Linked DNA regions of Canis lupus: region 1 is linked to region 2. Evidence: chromatin contacts called from public Hi-C data. All regions are on one chromosome and are shown on one strand. The core of a region is the stretch at or near the end of the contact, and the rest is flanking DNA. Distances in the headings are between cores, read along the strand shown. Region 1 holds the start of GLRX5 (glutaredoxin-related protein 5, mitochondrial). Region 2 overlaps SYNE3 (nesprin-3).

What was found. A called contact is a pair of places that touch in the nucleus more often than the background predicts.
Region 1: a Hi-C map of liver shows a contact between it and region 2, with 3 times the contacts expected there. The contact joins the promoter of GLRX5 here to the enhancer-like site in region 2. A contact is called at or near these places in 4 of 9 Hi-C or Micro-C datasets (blood and liver).

Annotation. Positions count from the first base shown.
Region 1 is chr8:64,709,053-64,714,763 of UU_Cfam_GSD_1.0, reverse strand. It overlaps GLRX5 (glutaredoxin-related protein 5, mitochondrial), which reads right to left and starts at 3,552. Exons shown (of 2, transcript XM_038545655.1): 1 at 3,194-3,552. The coding sequence starts at 3,488. It also overlaps LOC119873129.
Region 2 is chr8:64,653,316-64,659,206 of UU_Cfam_GSD_1.0, reverse strand. The region is part of intron 2 of SYNE3 (nesprin-3); the gene reads left to right. Among named protein-coding and RNA genes, the nearest start is that of SYNE3, 38 kb to the left of the region's middle. Within about 2 kb of position 3,301, at least 1 of the 20 cell types and tissues checked has an H3K27ac peak or open chromatin away from gene starts, as enhancers often do. A contact at or near this core is called in liver, where this site is marked.

The sequences.
Region 1 (5,711 bases), core at 2,303-4,802, 55 kb before region 2:
TACTCATGCACACATGCTATCAAAATAAATAAAATCTTAAAAAAAAAAAAAATCACCGAAAGCTCGCTCTACATAAGCAACATACAGGGTACTTAGGCAGTTGCATAAGACATATTGCCTGCTCTGAGGAGGGCAAAATACTATGCACAGATATGTATGATCTGAAAGGCGGTTAAAAAAAAAAAGAAAAAGATTAGAAACTAGATCCAAATGTTGACAATGGTGTATATGGAATTACAGGTAATTTCCTTTCTTTATTACTTTCAGCGTTTCCAAGTTTCTTTAATGAGTGTGATACGCTTACAACAGAAAATGAAAGATATTCTTTGTGAAGACAAGGATTAGGAAATGCTGAAATCTTTCTACTGGGACCCAGAGGGACTACCTTCCGTGTGTATTCCAGATAAACAGGAGAAATAAAAGACCTGAGGAAGACCTCATAGTCCTCTTTGTTCTCTGGGTCACAGGCTGAGATCTCTCTGGACCAAAATTCCGGGACCTGGCGCCCAGAAGAGGAAGACAGCGACTGTCTGTGTTCTTCAGGCTTTGGGCCCTTTGTAAAGCTCTGGCACAAGGCAAAGGAAAGGCAATTTTGCAGGAGCCCCTCTCCAGTTACAAGCAGTGACCTTGGGTCTGGGAAAGGTGCAGGGATGTACCGTTGGCTAGCAAAAGCATCAGGCTGCCTGTCAGCTTCTCTTGGTAAAACTCAAAAGTGCAGAAAGCAAAGAGATGAAGAATCTTCACGTTTTATAAAGTCTCACTCTGGCTAAACTCATCCCCACTGTGGGAATGTGCTCACACTACCCTGCCCCAGTCTGAAGTTTAAGACTTGCACGCATGTTTACTTTTCTAAGCAACAAAAGAAGTGTACTTTTTATGTTCAGTAGATATGCAACCCATTTATTTTACCAAGATAACAATCTGGTATGAAACAAACTGGGCATGAAAATGATGAAACTCAACGCTCAAGAAATTTAAGAGCTAAACTCCTACTGCAGTTGTTTGAACACCTGAACGTGAGGCTGTAAGGCAGATGCATGAAATATAAGACAGGAACCTAAGTGCTATGCGTAAATCTTCTTATTTCTGCTCCGACTTTATCCTTATATTCCAGTATACCTCATCTCCAGTTATATTAAGTGGGGGAACATGGGACACCTGGGTGGCTTAGTCAGTTGAGCGTCCAACTCTTGATTTCGGCTCAGGTCACAATCTCAGGGTCACGGGACAGAGCCCTGTGTGGGGCTTCCCAATCAGCAGGGAGTCTGCTTGAGATTCTCTCTCCCTCTCCCTCTGCACCCTCTCCTGTGTGCGTGCTGCCCCGCGCTCTCTCTAAAATAAATAAATGGTTAAAAAGAAAAAAGATTGGTGTTGTGAGTTGAGCTGTGTCCCCCCAAAAGATATGTTCAAGTCCTAATTTCTCTCCCTCCACTCCTCCCCCTTGTGCTCACACTCTCTAAAATAAATAAATACTAAAAAAATAAAATAAAAATAAGCAGAACAGAAACCACAAACCAAAGATCCCCAAAACCGTGCACTAAGCAAGCTATCAATGACACGACTTGTTTATTAACAGCCATACTAGCCATTTGCAGGGAACCTGTCGCGAGGACCCGGTTGAAAGAGTGCAGAGTAGCTTCTCCTATCTTATCTCTGAAGCAGAGCAGCCACTGCTGGGCGAAGGCTGCAGCACCCTCCTTAAAAAACACCCCAGGGCCTAGCAAAGGGTGGTGTTCTAGCAGGAAAACAAGGATCCGGAGCCTAATACAGGGCAGTTATCACACAGAGCTGGTAATGTTAATCTGCCTTCACTCCTCCTAGTTTCCACCCACGAAAACCAAGACTTTCCCAAGGATTAATCTGGGAGAAAAAAAAAAAAAAAATACTCTGAAGACCTTAAAGTCCAAATGATAAAACAACTACCATTCTGTGTGCCAGATAAAATGGTGGGCACTTTCTAAAATGTTCTACTCTCTCTTTTTTACCTCCTAAAGTCGTTGTCAAGTTTGGTTTCGGTATCTTCCTATCGCCAAGAGGGGAAAATGCAATCGTGCGACTTAGGGTTGCACAGCTGACTGACTGCAGTGGGATTCCAGCTCAAAGCCTTTCCACCACATCAGCCTGTCCCATCAAGGAGGAAGGACCTTGGTCAATCATTTCAACTTCGGAATAGCGGTCCTAAGTACATAATAACGAAATGCAGAACTCTATTGTAGGATAATAGCAGGGAACCTGGTGCCTTAAAAATTGTTTTTAGAACACTGTAACTAAAGAATAGCAGCAGGCTCAGGGAGATGCCAGGCCTCTGTCCCTGGAGGTTTCTAACTGGCATGCAGGATACTAAGCCACCCTCCAGGAGGTGCAGGCACAGCCGCCTCATTTCTCCACCAGCTCTGATCAAGGACTCTAGCCAACCAAGGGGCAGATCCACCGACTCCTCTGCCCTCTTTTTCTCCTCCCCCACTGGGATAAAGAGCAGAATGCACGTAGGGTTCCTGGCATGCTGCTCAGCAGCAGAAGAGGTACTCATTATCTGTCAGGGCCTCCCCTCCTTCCCCTGAGCCAGCGAAAAGCCGTGAGACCTGCTGCATCTGCTCCCACACCCTGTCTGGCTCTTCATGCCTCCAGCTCCAAGCCTGAGTTAGCTGGGACCTAGGGGTCGTTTCCCCATGCTGCTGCTCCCCACGAGCCTCTCCCAACCCTAACCCCCCCAAAACCCCGCCCTGCCTGCAAAATTTAAAACACCAGAGCTCCTGCCTCTGTCTCCCACAGCAAGCGATCGCAACTAAGACCAGCCCCAGAGCTGGGTCCACCCCCTCCTTGCAGCAACAACCCCAAGCCTCAGGCACCAGGTGAGTCAGTGACCCCGCAGGCCTAGGGCAAGAGCGACTCCGGCCTTCCCTCGCTACCACCGACAGCACCAGCCCGGTATCCACGAGGCCGGCCAGCATCCTCAGCGCGTCCCCCAAGGCGGCCTGGACCTCCTGGTGGCTGTGCCCCCCCCCCCCCCCGCGGGGCACACTCTCCCCGGACCGGGCCTGGGCGGTCTCAGCCATCTCTCGGTGCAGCCTGGGGGCCGGTGAAGCGCTGGGGCCTCCGAACGCCCAGGCCGGCAGGTGTGCGGGGTGGGCCGTGCCCCCGCCCGACCCCGACCCCGACCCCGCGCCGCGCCGCGCCCCCGGCGGGCCCTGACCTTGCCGGAGCTGGGGGTCGTCCAGCACGTTGTAGGCCGCGTAGTCGCGGACGCCGTGCAGCCGCAGGATCTGCACCACGGCGTTGCTGAAGCCGCACTGGGGCTGCTCCGGGGTCCCCTTGAGGAAGACCACCACCTTGTCCTTCTTCACCAGCGTGTCCAGCTGCGCCGCCGAGCGGCCCCCGCCGTCGCCGCCCGAGCCCGCCGCCCGCACGCCCGGGGCCCGCAGGCCGCCGCCCGCGCCGCGCCCCCAGCGGAGCAGCGCCGCCGCCGCCCGGCTCAGGGACCCGCTCATCGCCGCCGCGCTCCGCCGCCGAGACCTCGGCTCGCCCCCGCGCACCCCGGGGAGCCTTCCCGGGGCCCGCCCCCCGGAGCACCCCATTGGGCCGCCTCCGAGCTCCTCCCCGTGATTGGACAACGCTAGCCCGCACTTCCTGGAGCCCACCAATCAGGCGGCTCATCCGGCCTCCCGACAAGCTTGGGGGCGGCCCTTCAACCCGAGCCGCATCCTGCGGCCGCACTATTGGCCGCCGGCCATCGCGTTGTCAGCTGATTGGACACAGCGGGTGTCCGTCAGGGTCACGCCGGGCACGCAGAGGCGGAACGCGACGGAAGGCGACTTCCCTCCGGGGCGCGGACGGGCCTGCCGGGAGACTCCGGGGTGGCTGCCTGTCTCCCGAGGCCGGACGGGCTCCGAGGGTCGCCGGGAAGGAGGCACCTCCAGGCGAAGGTTCCGGTTCCGGTTCCGGTTCCGTTGCCGTGGCAACGCGGTAAGCGGGCGCGCGGTCCCGCCTCCGGAGGGGTGGGGGCGGGGCGGCCCTCCGCAGCCTCGGCCTGCGACCCGGGTGGCCCCGCGGGGCCTGGAGCGGGGCTCGGGATGCGGGTCGCGGCGGGTCGCGGGAGGCGGGCGGCGCACGGTCTGCAGTCCTGGCGCGGCGCTGGGTGGCTGGTACCCGGGGGCACACCAGACTCGCAGAAAGAGCATCCTCCGGAGGAAGCTGAGGCATGGCCGCCCCAAGGCCAGCGGCTCTATGTGCAATGTTCCTCCGATAGCTACCGGGTGCTGTTGCCACGGTGATGATGACTGTGCGCAGTGTCGTTATCTATCGACCAACAGTAAGAGAAGCTCTGCAGGCAAGATATTGTTCAACAGACGGAGCGCTTTCTGTTGGACACTAAGCACTGCTACAAGTTCGTTTTACAAAGTGTGTGTGTGTGGGGGGGGGCACCCGGGTGGCTCAGCGGCTGAGCATCTGCCTCGGGCCCAGGGCGTGACCCCGGGGTCCTGGGATCGAGTCCTGCGTCGGCCTCCCTTGCAGGGAGCCTGCTTCTTGCTCCCTCTCCCTCTCCCTCTCTCTCTCTCTCTCTGTGTGTGTGTGTCTTATCGTGAATAATTAAAATCTTTAGGGATTTTGAAGAGTGTCTTAAAAATTGTGGCTGCAGGTGACCTGCTTCTGTTTTTGGAGCTTCTCCGGCTTAAAATCAGAAAAGCGGCCCCCCCGGGGGTTCTGTTAGCAAGTCACCGTTCAGCACAAGACTCCAACCTTAGTAAATTGAGAATAAACTCAAGACTCGGAAGTGCTCCTCGGCGACACATGTATTGTGTCCTCTCCTGTATAATACATTTCTTGTATCTCTCTTGTATCATAGCATCCTGTTGATGCTGTGGTTGTGGGATGGTTTTCTGATGGAGGACCCTATATTGATCGGCTTCTTTTTTTTTTTTTAAGATTTTTTTTTTTTTAATTCATTCATGATAGAGAGAGAGAGAGAGAGGCAGAGACACAGGTAGAGGGAGAAGCAGGCTCCGTGCGGGGAGCCCAACACAGGACTCGATCCCAGGTCTCCAGGATCGCACCCCGGACCAAAGGGTCCAAACCGCTGAGCCACCCAGGGATTCCCCATTGATCGGCTTCTTAAAGAATCTTTTTTTTTCTCCCTCCCTCCCTCACCCCCTGCCCCACCAGATTCATGGATTCAAGGTAAATCCGAGCAACACGCACCGTGAGCACAAATACTATAGGAAATGGGGGTGCTGAAGTCCAGGCGTTGTTGCAGAAGAGCAGCATCTGGTGTACTTACCGTAGAGAATATATGATTTCCCAAACCGCCCAACTTTTCCTCGGTAAGTTTGGGTTTGCTTGTTTGTTTGCTTTTAATAAATGCTGATAATTTGTTCCTGAAAAATCTAAAACTGTTCATTGCCTCCTCTAAACTCCTCTGTTTTTGTGTTCACTGGGATGGAGAGACGAGCTTGCAAGACTTCGATTCCGAAGAGGCGGAGACGTGTGACAGTGAGTAACCGTGGCTTGGAAGCAGAGTCGCCTTTCTTGGTTGTCAGACATTTTATTAAACTGAGAACAGAGCTGTGGTTAACGATTACGAGTAACCCTGACCAGAGAGAATACAGAGCCTGTTTTTTCGAACTCTACAGTAAGTAGAGTTGCTGCACGCAGTAGAGTGTAAGAACATAGATGACACCTCAGGATATGGGAAAGCACGTTGCTGTTCTTTCAGG
Region 2 (5,891 bases), core at 2,052-4,551:
TGGCCACGTCCCTCCCTCTCGGGCCCCACCTTCCTGGACTGTTAAATGGCAGGGTGGACTTGACTCTTGCAAACTTTGATGTGTTTGAATCATCCGGGGATTTGGGTTTGAGGACGGGTTCTGATGCAGAAGGTCACAGTGGATGCCACCCACGGCATTGCTAACCTGCTCCGGGTGAGGTGTCACTATTGGTCCTGGGACCGCACGCTGCCAGGTGCCCTCTGGTTTTCCTGTCCTGGCAGAGGCACCGTGCGGCCAGGTGGGCCCCCAGCCAGCCCAGGTGGGCCAGGCCTGGTGCCCTGCAGCTCCCCTGCTACCCTGGGCCTTAGGTCCCTGCCAGGTCTCGGTGGGCCCAGATCAGGCCTTCAGGAAGGTGCGGAAGGAGCTCTATCCAGTTGGAAGTGACCCCCCAGCTTCCCCAAGCAGGGCTCAGAGCCTGTGGGTCTACACCTGTCGGAAGTGCTGGTGCCCAGTGCCTGGCCTGGCATTATGGTGCCCCCATCCAACGGCATCTGCTTCAGGCTTGGGGCCAAGGGGAAGAATGAATGAATGAATGAATGAATCAGAGACCTAGGTCATAGTGTCCATGCCGATGCTAAAGTGCTCTGTGGCCTTTGGCAAGTCCCCGTCCCTCTCTGGGCCTCACTTTCCGATCTATAAGCAAAGCCATGACGTAGGCGTCTCTTGGGTCACATCCACTGGGCTATTGCACAATTCTAACTTGTCACATCACCATGGTCACTTTTGAGGGGGGCTAACCTTTTCCTACACAAACTGGTCTCCTGACCAGGCTAGAAATGGGGCTGACCCCACACTGTGTGCTTTCTTTCTTTTGTGCCTCTTACAGAAAATATCTAGTGCTCTTTTTAAGAAATGGACAGTCAAAATTAAGACATTTATATCACGTTGCTAGGGCTCATCATTTGAGGTTCAACACAGCATCGTGAAGGAGGAGCCATTGTCCGTGTTTTCCCATATGGGGAAAATGGGTCTCAGGTCATGTGACTTGTCGAAGGTGGAAAGGTCTCTGGATGGGATATTCCATCCTGGAATTTGAATCTTCTGAGTCCTTGTCAGATGAGCTTTCTGCTTCCCTGCAGTGTCATGTGCTTCTCAGATGATCAGAGACGGGGTATTCACAATAAAACCATGCCTGGCAGGGCAGAGAGCAGGGCATTCTAGTTTCTTGGGTGTTCTGTTTGATAGAACAGCTCACTGGACTTGAGAGAGGACAGACTTTGGAGTCTGGACATCTTGGGTTCAACTCCCAGCTCTGCTTCTTGCTGGCCTCATTTTGCTTCCTTTCTAGAAAGGGGTAGGGCTAAGGATCTCAGAATGGTGCTTCTCATGCCTTCACTGGCCTGGCTCTGGTGGACCAGAGACCTGTCACTTTGAGTCACATTTTTTCACTAGCTTCCCCTGTGTCAGGTGTCAAACTGTGGCCGTGGGACCACCGGGTGATGGATTCATCCCTGGTCCCTGCCCTCAGGTTGCTCCCGACGCAGCCCCTTGCCACACACCTTAATTAAATACAGCCCTGCTCTTCCTGCGAGGTAGGCGTGGAGGGGCCTGCCTCTCTCCATGGCTTACGTTGCCTGCCTCCTGGTGTAGCGCCATCTGAGCCCTCGCCATCCTGGGCCACGTGTCCTTCTATGACAACCAAGACCAGGTGCTTGATGGGCCTGGTAAACGCCCCCCCCCCCCCCCGCCTCCACCAAGTGACCATCATGGCAGAAAGATGGGAACACTTTTACGTCATGGTCATAGGCTTCCCAGTTGGACAGTGAAGTGAGCAGAGAACCCAGGGCTCTTGAAAAGCCCCAGTGAGGTCACGTCCTCCAGCCTGGGTGATCAAGGGAGGCCTCTGGGGACAAGTGACTTTGCTATTGAAGCTCATAGAGGAGGTAATCAGCTTGGGGGATGCAGGGGTGAGGGGGGTGAGGAGGGAGCTCCAGGCAGGGACAATAGTGTAGGAAAGGCCCAGAGGTGGGCACAGTCTGTAGCACATGCTCAGAACCTCAACAAGGCTATAGGGGAGCACCAGCCATCAGGCGGAAGCAGGGGACAGGGCCAGAGGGGTGGTCAGGGCTCAGAGGGTGACAGCTTGGAACAGCGAGCCCGGGCGCTTGGACGTCTCTTCTGCAACAGGGGGATGGTGGATTGGAAACTTGGATGGTCAGGGATTGAAGGGACGGGCGAGCCTGGAGTGGGGAGAGGAGTTGGCAACCCAAAGCCCCTTCCCTCGTCAGACTTGGCCTTTGTCACCATCAGCACTGTTATTGTCACCAGCAGGCATTTATCAAATAATGAGTCCTCCCGGATCACTGGGAGCGGGGACCTGACACTCATTCAACACCTGCTCTGTGCTTGGGGCTGCGCTAATCGCTTTCCTGTTTAATTTTACGAAAGCCTGGTGAATGTGGTTTTATTGTCCCTAATTTTCAATAATAAAATGCGGTTCTGAGACACAGCGATGAGCCAAAACTCAAGAAATTGATCTTGGGGGCACTTGAATGGCTCAGTGATGGAGCATCTGCCTTTGGCTCAGGGCGTGATCCCCGGGTCCTGGGATCGAGTCCCACATCGGGCTCCCCTCTGCCCGTGTCTCTGCCTCTCTCTCTGGGTCTCTCGTGAATAAATATATAAAAATCTTAAAAAAAAAGAAAGGAAAAGAAATTGATCTTGTCAGGGCCTGAACCCAGGGCTGAGTCTGGAGCGTCACTGGCCATCCCTGTGTGGGCACCTGGAGCAGGGAGGCAGGTGAGGGGCGCCTTACTCAGGGGCTCACCGCATAGAAGGGGACAGGTATGCACATAATCCACGCCACACGAGGGTCCCATGATGTCATTGATGTTATTCCCCTCCTCTAAAGCCTTCCATGGCTCCCCATTGCCCACCAAGGAGAAAAACCAAACTCCACCTGGCATCAGAGTCTCCCACTGTCTACACGACTCTGCTGGCCTCGGCTTCTCCAGCCATCCCGCCTGCCGAGGGCACATCCTCTCCTGTTAGCAGAGAGCCTCGAGGTCCTCTCAGCAAGCCTCTGGCCTGTGCCGTTGCCTCTACTTGGAATGCCCGTTCGCGTGGGTGTGGCCGTGCTTGTGAAATGAAGCGCTCCTAGCCCCAGCCCCATCTCCTGATGTCTGTCCTGGAACACCGCAGCCCTGCGCGAGTACTTGGTGTCTCGGGAACTAATCCCTTTGGGCCTCACACTCTTACCCTGGCAGCTCATTGCCCTGGGTGTGGGTCAGGCATAAGCCAAGGCGAGGGTGGTCCTTAGGACTTGGAACCTAGGCGGAGGGGTCACATCTTGGGTGCTCCCACGCAGGCTCTCCCACGGGGCTCAGGCGTGCTGTTTTCTGGGCTTTGACATGTCAAAACCAATTTCGCAATAAGAAAGAAAACATTTGGGCAGCCCGGGTGGCTCAGTGGTTTAGCGCCACCTTCAGCCCAGGGCCTGATCCTGGGGACCCGGGATTGAGTCCCGCATCGGGCTCCCTGCAGGGAGCCTGCTTCTCCCTCTGCCTGTGTCTCTGCCTCTCTCTGTGTCTCTCATGAATAAATAAATTTAAAAATCTTTAAAAAAAGAAAAAAAAAAAACATTTCGCTCAGGCCCTCTGGTGAAGGGAGCAACTGGTGACTTTCCTACCTCCCCAGTCCATGGGACCTCTCTCTGGGGCCTGGTGGGGGGCACCCCAGCGGCTCAGTGATGTGCACTCCTGGTAATTGTCTGCCTCAGTGCCAGGATGTGAGTTCCAATCCAGCTCTGATGCCTCATAGCCACGGGGCCAGGAGCACATCCCATGCCGTCCTGCCCTCCCTGCCTTCTGCACGAGGAGTGTTGGCAGCTCTAGGACCCTCATGGTGGTGGAAGCCTTCTGCAAAGGGAGACTGGAGAGAGTGTTGCTCCTGGGAAATAGGACTGGCCAGCTGGGGTTCGAATCCCCACTGTGGCCGTGGCACCTCGGGAGCCTCAGCTTGTTGGGGTGGAGGTGGGGGTGCTGGTTGTCACCTTGCAGGAGGGAGGGACCCTGGAGGCGAATGACTTACTGGTGCCTTTGGCAAAGTGCAGGCACCCTGGCAGAGCCAGCCCCATGGGTGAGGTGGTTTCGATGCCAGGATCACATGTGTGCCGACCCTCCCTGCCCATGCCCAGCCTCCAGGAGCTGGTCCCCCGAGTCCCAGCGTCCTGTCTCTCTGCCCACTGGTTCCCAGCCTCCGTGGCCCTGCACTCGGGGCCTAGCCTCAGCCGGGCTGCTTCCTAGCTGCCTTCCAGGCTCCTGTGTGGTCCGATACAGGCTGCATTTCCCAGAACTTGGCTTCCAGATGTTGGACACACTGTGCCTGAACACATCGTGGTTCTCTGCCTCTGCTCAAGCCCCCATCACAGATGCTTGCGTGTCACTAAGACTCGGTGCCAATGCCACCTATGCACGGAGCCTCCTTGGGTTTCCCCACATCCCTCATTGGAGCTCCGATCATTATTTTGTGGTATCTGTGGCTCATTGACAGTCATCTGTGCTCTCAGCCACAGCCTGCAAGCATCAGGCCTTATTTGTTCATCTGGGACCCCAGTGCCCAACACAGTACCCAGCAGAGTATGGAGAATAGTACCCAGTATAGCACCTAGCGCCGTGCCCAGCACAGTTCTTAACTTGATACCCCATGTAGTACAAAGCATAGGACCCAGCACAGCGCTCAACTCAATGCCAAGCGTAGTACTCAACACAGTGCCCAGCACATGCCCAGCATAATATCCAGCACAGTACCCAACTCAGTATCCAGCACAGTACTGCACATAGTGCCCCGCATAGTACTCAGTATAGTACTGAGCATAGTACCCAGCACAGCGCCTGCCTGGTCTTGGCTGCATTGAGGACAAGCCCTGACTAACCTCGTTCCTCCAGCTTTCCTTATCTATTTGTTCTTCTCTCCTCTGAGGCCTTCTCTCCTCCAACCCCCACCAGTCTGGTCCTCACTGCTCCTTCCAATCAGGGTCATTCTGTGGCTGCAGTTCAAGTACCCCTTCCCAGCGGGCCAGTCCCTCCTGCCACACACTCCTGGATCTTGCTGCTAATCAGCTAGAAAAGAGCCTCCCACCAACCGAAGAGCATGATCACAACCGTAGTGAAGAAAGGCAGAATCTGCTTCTTAGAAGCTTAGGCCCGGCCTCTGGCCTCCTGGTCCCGGGCCCACAGCAAATATCCCGTTGGTTGATGTTTCAGCTTGCGGGCAGATGTGTCAGCTTCGGGCCAGATGGGGCTTGGTGTTCCGCCTGCTTTGGGCCTGGCCGGCTCTTCTCTCTTGGGCAGGGAAGCCGCAGAGCACTCCCTGCCAAGGGCAGGGGACCTTGGGGTCCAGCCTACGCCCCTCTGAGCAGGGAGTCAGAAACGCAAAGGGCCAGAGGCCTAGGGGAGGTCACACAGGATGTGGGAAAGGGGGGCTCTTGTCCTCATGGGGACTTTCCAGGCCCCGCTGGCTCTGTCTCTGGGGCTGACGGAGAGACAGAACTTAGCTTCTTCCCCCACGGCTGTTGGCTCCCTGGTTTATGGAGCTGGATTCTGCTGGGGCCTCATCTGGGCAGCAGGGATAGAAGAGGCCGCTCCAACCTCCACAGAGAACTGGCCTGCAAAGCTCCAGGCTTCTGTGGCTTCCCAGCACCCCTGTTTGTAAAACTGCAGTTCCCATGGCACCCCTCCTGCGAGTTCAGGGTGTGGGCATTATGTCTACTCCTCAACGCTGAGAGTCAGAAATACCAGGTCCTTAAATTAAATCCCAGGGGATGGCAAGTAATTCATTCTGAGCTCACTGTGGGACCCCTGCTCCTGAGTGGTGTGAAGTTCTGTGCAGGGGGTGAGTAATCTCACTCGGCCCAGAACATTCCGCAGTGG